Regions from separate parts of the Cricetulus griseus genome. Here region 1 is linked to region 2. Evidence: chromatin contacts called from public Hi-C data. All regions are on one chromosome and are shown on one strand. The core of a region is the stretch at or near the end of the contact, and the rest is flanking DNA. Distances in the headings are between cores, read along the strand shown. Region 1 holds the start of Cltc (clathrin heavy chain 1). Region 2 overlaps Cltc (clathrin heavy chain 1).

What was found. Hi-C and Micro-C count contacts between places; a contact is called where the count stands out from the background.
Region 1: a Hi-C map of the CHO-K1 cell line shows a contact between it and region 2, with 2.2 times the contacts expected there. The contact joins the promoter of Cltc here to the enhancer-like site in region 2. A contact is called at or near these places in 2 of 8 Hi-C or Micro-C datasets (the CHL-YN cell line and the CHO-K1 cell line).

Annotation. Positions count from the first base shown.
Region 1 is chr7:99,996,124-100,000,296 of CriGri-PICRH-1.0, forward strand. Cltc (clathrin heavy chain 1) reads right to left here and starts at 1,909. Exons shown (of 33, transcript XM_027426351.2): 1 at 1,694-1,909. The coding sequence starts at 1,735.
Region 2 is chr7:99,954,513-99,958,464 of CriGri-PICRH-1.0, forward strand. The region is part of intron 14 of Cltc (clathrin heavy chain 1); the gene reads right to left. Among named protein-coding and RNA genes, the nearest start is that of Ptrh2, 36 kb to the left of the region's middle. Within about 2 kb of position 1,284, at least 2 of the 6 cell types and tissues checked have open chromatin away from gene starts, as enhancers often do. A contact at or near this core is called in the CHO-K1 cell line, where this site is marked.

The sequences.
Region 1 (4,173 bases), core at 659-3,158, 42 kb after region 2:
CACATTTGAGAAGGAAACAGTTTCAATTATTTGCAGAAATTGTTCCTCACATGCCACACCTGCATTAAATTTATTTTAATTAGGGACAAGTTTGGATTCCAATCTGTAGGACCATTCAACAATTCTTGTTATTTATTAAAAATGAAAACCTATTACTCAAATCACCAATGACCAACAAATAAGATTTACCAAGGGACAAACCACAGGTCATGTGAAACGATTAGCAACTGCCTTTGCTTCTCTTGTGTATGGTTTATAAACATGCTTGCAGAAAGGTTATTTTTGGTGCACTTTACTGCAGACAAGCCCATTGTCCACTAGGATTCAGGAACAATGTGAAGTCACTAACTCTTCATATTCGTTTTTTAACAGAGGGACCCAAAACAAGTTTGAACTGAGGACAAAAATTCACTTCTTGATCAGCATTGCCATTTTTCAGACTTTTGCAAAATTGTGGTCTTATTGCCAAAACAGATGAATTATTTGCATTGGACCATTGCGTCTTCCTTCAGAAATTAGCCCTTTAGAAGTCAGACCTGAAAGCAAGCTTCTTCACAGGGATATTTGCGGGGGGGGTTGGGGGTGATAACTTGATATGAATGAATAATGTTAAAGAGTCAGGACAAGTGAATCAGGAAAATCAGCAGTTCGGAAGAAGCTTAATTCAGCGAAGCCCTCCAATGGTCACCTGCCTAGGCCAACCGTTGGCATGCTGCCAGGTTAGACAATGGTGTATTAACTCCAGGATAAGGCACAGTTGGGGGTGGGGGGGTCGCCCAACCTACTAAAAAGAAGCCAGTTACAGATCAACTGGTCTGGTACTGACTCAGAGCAGGTATGCATTTACTACCAGGCTCTGCTGAATTCCACACAGTCCTGTGAGACTGTACTACCTGCTAGATTCCAAAAGGCCACAAATAACCTCTAAATAACTCTCCCTGCCTTCTAGAATCCAAGTGACGCTAAGAGCTACACCACCCTACGAAGAAACCAAGAAAGGAAAAATATGCGCGTTCCCCTTGGGACCTTGACCCCAGGCACCCAGAGGCTGACACCGCCCCTAGCCGCCCCTCTATTCTATCTTCTTTCTGTTCCTGCAGTGAGTGACCTTCGTTCGGTTCCTTATAGATTCAGGGAAGACAAGACACAAGCCACTGCCTACCCCTACCCCAAGGTGCCTTTCTCAGTTGTGAACTGCAGAGGGAGGATGAAAAAGGTTGCTCCTCCCCAACCCACCCGACACACAATTTCTGGGTGCAGACTAGGTGTGGAAACGGGAATAAACCAAGGGAAGGTGACAGCCCTGCACCAGCCCAGGGTTAACGAGAATTCTCGCTCCGGAAGAAACGTGCGAGAATCTCTCCCACATACCCCCTACCCAAATGAATGAACTGAGTGAAATGGGAAGGGAGTCGAGTCTAGTATGTGCAATTCTTGCAATTCAGGAAGCAGAATAAGAGGCCGTCAGACGTAAGGCCTGGCCTCGCCGCCCTTTGCACTCCGATTCGTCATTTCCATCCTAGTCTAATATCACTTAACCCTTTAAGCTTTTAAGACAGTGTCCCTTCCTCTATCTAACGCCAAATACCAACCCCCCCCCCCGCCTCCCCTCGATCCCTTTCGGGCCGGGCCGCCGGCTCCTTCTTTGCCTCTACCCACGAAAAGGCCCTCGGCAGCCCCGACCCACACACACCTGGAGATGCTCCTGAAAACGAATTGGCAGAATCTGGGCCATGGCGCTGTCGGGGGGTATGGTCTCCTCCTGTCACTGGGCTACGGGGCAGTGCCTGCCCGGGCTCTCCAAGGGAGAGGAGGAGAAGGGGAAGGGGGGGAGGCTGGGCTCAGCAGGATACTCTCCGGGGACGCAGGAAACTGGCAGGCAGACGAAAGAGCTTGGGTCGGGGGCGGAGGCTCCAGGGGCCGGGAGAGCCGCAATGGCGGAACCGGGAGCAGCGCAGACTCCGGAAACGGCTGAGCCCTGCGGAAGGATCCCGGGGCAGAACTCCGCCCAGCCTCCTCACCCCCTCCGCCTTATGTAGCCTTCCACGAGCGCCGCGCCGCGGTCGGGCGTAGGAATTCAGGGACGCAGTGCGCGGAGCGCTCTTCGCGGCGGCGACTGCGAGGAAACAGAGGGGCCGAGGGACTACTTTTTTAAGACTCATCACTTTCCCCAGGCTCCGGTTTCTACCTCCTCCCCTCCCCCCACTCTTTTTTTTTTTTTTTTTAACATTTTGCCACATCATGCGACTCGGGGCGACCGACGTCATTTCCGTAGGCGCTGTAGGACCCACCCACGCACTTCCAGGCGCACGTGATGCGGGCAGGGAAGGGTCGGTTGACGGCTGCCAGAGCGGAGGGCGAGGGTTAGGGGATGGCCGCGGCCTCTGGGGGTGAGGTGGCGGATGGACCCCCTGCCGGCGAGGCGGCCGGGGCGTGAGGAGAGCGAGTGCCTGAGGAGGAGGCCGCGGCGTGGGCGCCGGGGTGACTCAGGAAAAGGGCCGCGCCGCAGCGCTCTTCGGGCGGCTGGCTGCGGCGCGCCTCCCCCGCCCGGTTTCACGCAGTGGGTGGTTGCTGACACCTCTGGGAGGGGGATCGCGCCGGGCTGCAAGCTCCATTCCCTGACGCACGCCCTGCTGACGCCGGGAGAACCGGCCGGCTTCCGAGTTCCTCAGATAAACCACCTCAAAGGACAGTGAAGGAAGGCCATGTGAGGAGTGTCTTGAGGCCGGCCCCGGAGAGCGCTCCCGCGGACATTTTGGTGGATTTAGACCCACCTAGTGTAGACATCAGCTTGGCCTTCGAGACTTGGAGGGTCCAGCAACGTCAGATCATGAGTCTTATTTAGATCAGGGGATGGCTTGGAGGAAGGATCCTCAAAGGCTTTCTCGGAGCGGAGGGATTGACTGCTAGTCATACGTGTTAGTAGGACCATTGCCTGTCGTAGCAGTGTGGGCAATACAAGCACTTCAAACCCGGAGCACCGTGGCTGCCCACAGCGTTAAGGTATCTGCAGCGTTCATTAGCGATTAGCAGCCGCCCCAGAGCCCTTGATAAAGCGTAAGATGTAATGTTTCACAATAACACCGATATAAGGAAGAATTATAGAATTCAATCCCGTGCCTTTCATCTTTTTTTTTTTATTCCCTTGAAAGTTCTTGAGAAAATTATTTTCATTGCCCCTTTCACCTAAACACTATAAGACCTCACTAGGTATACAATTATTTTGTGTAAGCAGTTTTGCTTAGAAATCTGCTTAGTCATTTTAGTTGCTTTTAGTGTTTCCACCCCAAATACTGTCTTTCAAACCTAGACTGACTGAAGAAACTGGCAGGTAAGAGGGCAGTCGGAGATGATTGTGAAGAAGAGCCTTGCCACCATATTGTAGGATGCTTTGTGTTTGCATAATTTCACTTTATTAAGACAAGCCCTTGAATGTGCTCTGTCTTGCAACGTTTGAAATGATCGTTTTAATACGAGGCTTTAGGTCCTTTTTTTGGAAGTGGGCAGATTCTAAAATTCTAAGGGAGCTATTGTTTTATTACAGAAATGCCACTAACTAAACGAATTGCATTTTCAATCTCGGAATATAAGACCTGCATCATGAACAGATCACACTTTAATTTATTGACAAGTGCCTTGCATTTTCCTAAAGACCCTGTAATTTTAAGTACATTTAGAATCGCCAAAGCAATTGATTTTACTTACTTAGTGTGGAACAGCTAACTAAAAAGTGCATTGAGTCCAAAGACTGCTGTGTCATCACACACAGAAATTTCAGGAATGAGTTGTTTTCACAAATCATTTCAGAATAAGAAAAGTAGATTATGATATCCCAAATCATTTTGCTTATTAATAGAACTGCCTTCTTGCCTGCCAGAGCCTTCTCTCATCCTAAGTATAAAAGACAGTATTGGGGAAAAACACTAAAAGCAACTAAAATGACTAAGCAGATTTCTCTCAGCAAAGGCACCTTAAATTTAAAGCAGTTAATGCACACCCCTCCCCCAAGAGAAATGGTCCAGATGGTAATCAGTGTTACTCAGTGCTGGTGCATTGTGGTACAAACCTGTAATCCCCACACTGGGGAGTTCTGAGGCAGGAGGATCTAGAGTTCAAGATAACCCTACCACATAGCAAGGCCATGTCCCCAAACAAAAACAAACCCCCAAACTG
Region 2 (3,952 bases), core at 34-2,533:
CAGAAAATATCAAAAAAATTTGTGAGCTAAGCTAAATTGAAAGAATAAAAATGGCTATAAATTTGAAGTCAAAGTTCAGTTACAGGCTGTTCACATTAAGGAAAGTCAGTGTATGAGCATTTCAAAAAATGAAAACACTACTAACAGCTGCTTCAATTATTTCTAGAAAGGATGTCTGCTTCTACAAATGCAAAGTTTCTAGGCCAACTTTCCCTCCTAAATAAACATTAAAAAAATTCAGTGAATCTCTGTGCACATAAAACACAAGCTTCATCACTTAGTGGAATAACATACAAGCAAATCACTTAGCTATTTCATTCTTAACAAGAACTGTGGCATTTTCTTGTTTGTCTAAACCTTCATAACGTGCATAAAATGTAATGCTGTACATTTCCAAATATTTTACTTTTAATTATGTGTATAGTGATGTGTACGTGTATGTAAGAGCGAAAAGGCCAGAAGCATTGGATGCCCCTGGGGTTACAGGTAGTTTGTGAGAACCCGACACATGGGTTCTGGGGATTGAATTTGAGTCCTCTGGAAGAGCAGCAGGCACTGTTAACTAATAAGCCATCTCTCTGGTCCCATGTTATCTATACATTTTCAACTGTTTACTAAGTTATTAACCATTATTCTTCCTAGCAGCCATTTTAAGACAAAAACTGGAACTGTGTAAATTCATGTAGAGGTTTTTTACAACATGAAGGTAACAATGATTTGCCGAGTACTTATGTATCAGGCTCTTAAGTAAATGGTCCTGTGTCTCAAGAACACTGCCACGGGGTGAGGAGAGACAGGCTTCCTTCAGAGCACAGGGCATTAGAGTGACAATGAAGCAGGACAAGAAGAGGAACTAGTAAAGATATTCTATTGTTTGCCCATCTAGAGGCTAGAGGACTTCAGGTGACATTCCTCAGGAACACTATTCACCTCACTTAAGACAGTCTTTTCATTGGCTTGGAGCTCACCAAGGGATCCACCTTGCTAAGGCTTACAAGCATGAGGTATTACATCCAATATTTTCACTTGGGTTTGGGATCTGCCTCAGGCCCTCATGCTTGCATGACAAGCACTTTACTGACTGAGCTATTTCCCTAGCTCTAGTAGTTTCTATTTTAGGTCGAGTAACTTGAGAAAAACCTCCATGACATTTGATCAGAAAGCAAAGGTCAAGGAATAAGTTATGAAGGTCTTAGAAAAAAATGGTCTGGGGCAGATGCCAAGCTTCCAACACGCTAGTTCCAGAGCAGTGAGTCACCCAGGAAAACTGGGGCAATTCCAGGAGACAAAGCGTGTTATAAAGTAAGATAAAGGGAGCAAGGAGTAGATCATGGGTCTGAAAATAGTTCCACACTACAGTTTGCCATATCTGGCTTAAATTTTGAGATTTTTTGAGACAGGGTTTCTCTGTGTTGCTTTGGAGCCAGTCCTGGAACTCAAGAGAGGCAAGGATGGATGGCCTGTCTCTGGGATCAAAGGCATGCACCATCACCGTCTGGCTATAAATGTTGTTTTTTAAACTTGAGAATGCCGTACTTAAGTTGCTATGACGTTAAGTTTACCTGTTTTAACATAAAAGACAACTCAAACATTACTTCCCAAGGCTGAAGAGAAATTAAAAGAAAAGATGAGTTTAATTACAAAAATAAATTCAACTAAGAATCTGATTGTATTTAAAAACAAAAACAAAAAACAGAAGTAGATACTCAGGAGGAAGTGAGCCTCATCCTGTGAGATGGTGTGGGTGCACTAGCAGCACAGACCGACGACTCCTTGCATTTGGGAGGTTGCTTGGGAACCCTACCTAGAAAGCTTGATTTTTGGGATTATCATGCTAGCTAGGCTCCCCAGAAAAGTCACATGGGATAAAATGTGACTTATAAAGTGTATCTTTAATTGTACAATGTAAGACAATTTCAGCACTGACTATTTTGTTACATTAAAAACCCCTATGGGTTCAGCTATGTGACACAGAGATCAATTCAAGAGAACTAACTATACAGCTATGAACTATCTCCAAGTGATAATAGCTAGAGAGGTGGAAATGCAATTCTCATATAAAAATGGTTTCTGCTCAATCTAGAATTCTCCCAGTAGACAAAAGTAAAACATTTACATATGTGTGACAGTGGGAAAATGGTACTCTGTGAGTTTTACAGTTTTCCTGGTTTTTCATAGATAGCTACAAATTATTATTTTTCCCCCCAAAATTACTGGTAGGCCTGAGCATACTGCTAACAAGCAAAGTTAAATACTAAATAAATTAACAGTCCTTAACTACACTCTAAAACTTAGCATCCTTTAATGTATCATTTTTCACTCCAGCACAGATAGTCTTTACTTCTTTCCAACAGAATTCAGGCGTCACAAAACCAAGATTTCTCAACACCTCTTGATTTATGAATTATATATGATTAATATTTTCAAAAGAAAACTAAACTCAGGCAAATTTGATGCTAGAAATAAACCTGGATATTTTCTTAGCATACAATAAAGGATCCTGAAAATGATACCAAAGGTAAACTGATAAAAAAAAAAAAAAAATCTAAGTGAGGAGCTGGCAAGATGGCTCAGTAGGTAAAGGTGCTTGCCACCGAGATTAACTATCTGAGCTCTAGACCCAGGACTCCATCATGCAAAGACAGTACTGACTCCTAAGAGCTGACCTCTGACCTCCACGTACTTGCGTAGGCACAGGAACACCACCACCAACACAAAATGAAAGCATAAATAATGGTTTTAAACAGAGCAAGAGACAGTAAAAGAAAGGAAAGCTAAGCCAGGAATGATGGATGTGGTTTGTCACCTATAACCTCAGCATTCTGGAAAATGAGGCAAGGCCAGCCTAGACACTGTGAAGTGAGATTACATTCTCAAAAAACTAGGAAGGGGGCTATGTTAAGATGGCTCAAAGGATAAGGGTGTTTGCTGAAAAGGTGATCTGAGTCTGATCCCTGGGACTCACGTGACAGGACGAAACTACCTAGTACGAACATCACGTTACCCAGACAAAAAATTTAAAAGGCAGTAATCAAAATAAAATAAAAACAAAATAAAATAAAACAAAAATTGGGCCTAAAGAAACAAAAAAGAAGCTGGGTGGTGGTGGCACACTCCTTTAATCCCAGCACTGGGGACGCAAAGGCAGGTAGATCTCTGAGAGTTTGAGACCAGCCTGGTCGACAAGAGCTAGCTCCAGGACAGCCTCCAAAGGCACAGAGAAACCCTGTCTCGAAAAACCAATAAAGAGAGAAAGAGAGAAAGAGAGGAAGAGAGGAAAAGAGGAAGAGAGGAAGACAGGAAGAAAGAAAGAAAGAAAGAAAGAAAGAAAGAAAGAAAGAAAGAAAGAAAGAAAGAAAGAAAGAAAGAGAAAGGAAAAAAGGAATCAAAGCATTCTAAGGACTGGAGGTCAGGGTGATTACCTTCTTCCCCCATTTCAACACAAGGTCTCACCATGTAGACCAGGCTGGCTTGAACTCAGAGATCTGCCTCCCAAGTGCTGGCCTTACTTACACCTGTGTGTCACCATATGTGGAAAGATCGAAGCGTTCCAAAATGTATTAACAACAACTTTAAAAAAATGTTTTTCTTAAAACAGGGCACAGAGGTGCATACCTTTAATGCCAGCGCTTGAGAGGCAGAGGCAGGCAGATCTCTGTGAGTTTGAGTCTAGTCTGTGAGTTCCAGGATAGACAAGGCTATGTAGGGAGACCCTGTCTTAGATAGGGGGGTGGGGGGTGAGGGGGACGACCAACTAAAAACCCCAAAATGTTTTTCTTTAGAAAATTTTAAAAAAAAGGAAATTCATAGAAGATGAAACTGTTTTTCCTTCTTTTTAAACAGATGGTAGTTCTTAAGTACTACTTACTAATTTCCTTCCTTATTTCTTTAAAAACCACAGAGTATTAAGTTTAGAAAAAAATAACCCAGCACAGATTTTAAGAATGCTAAA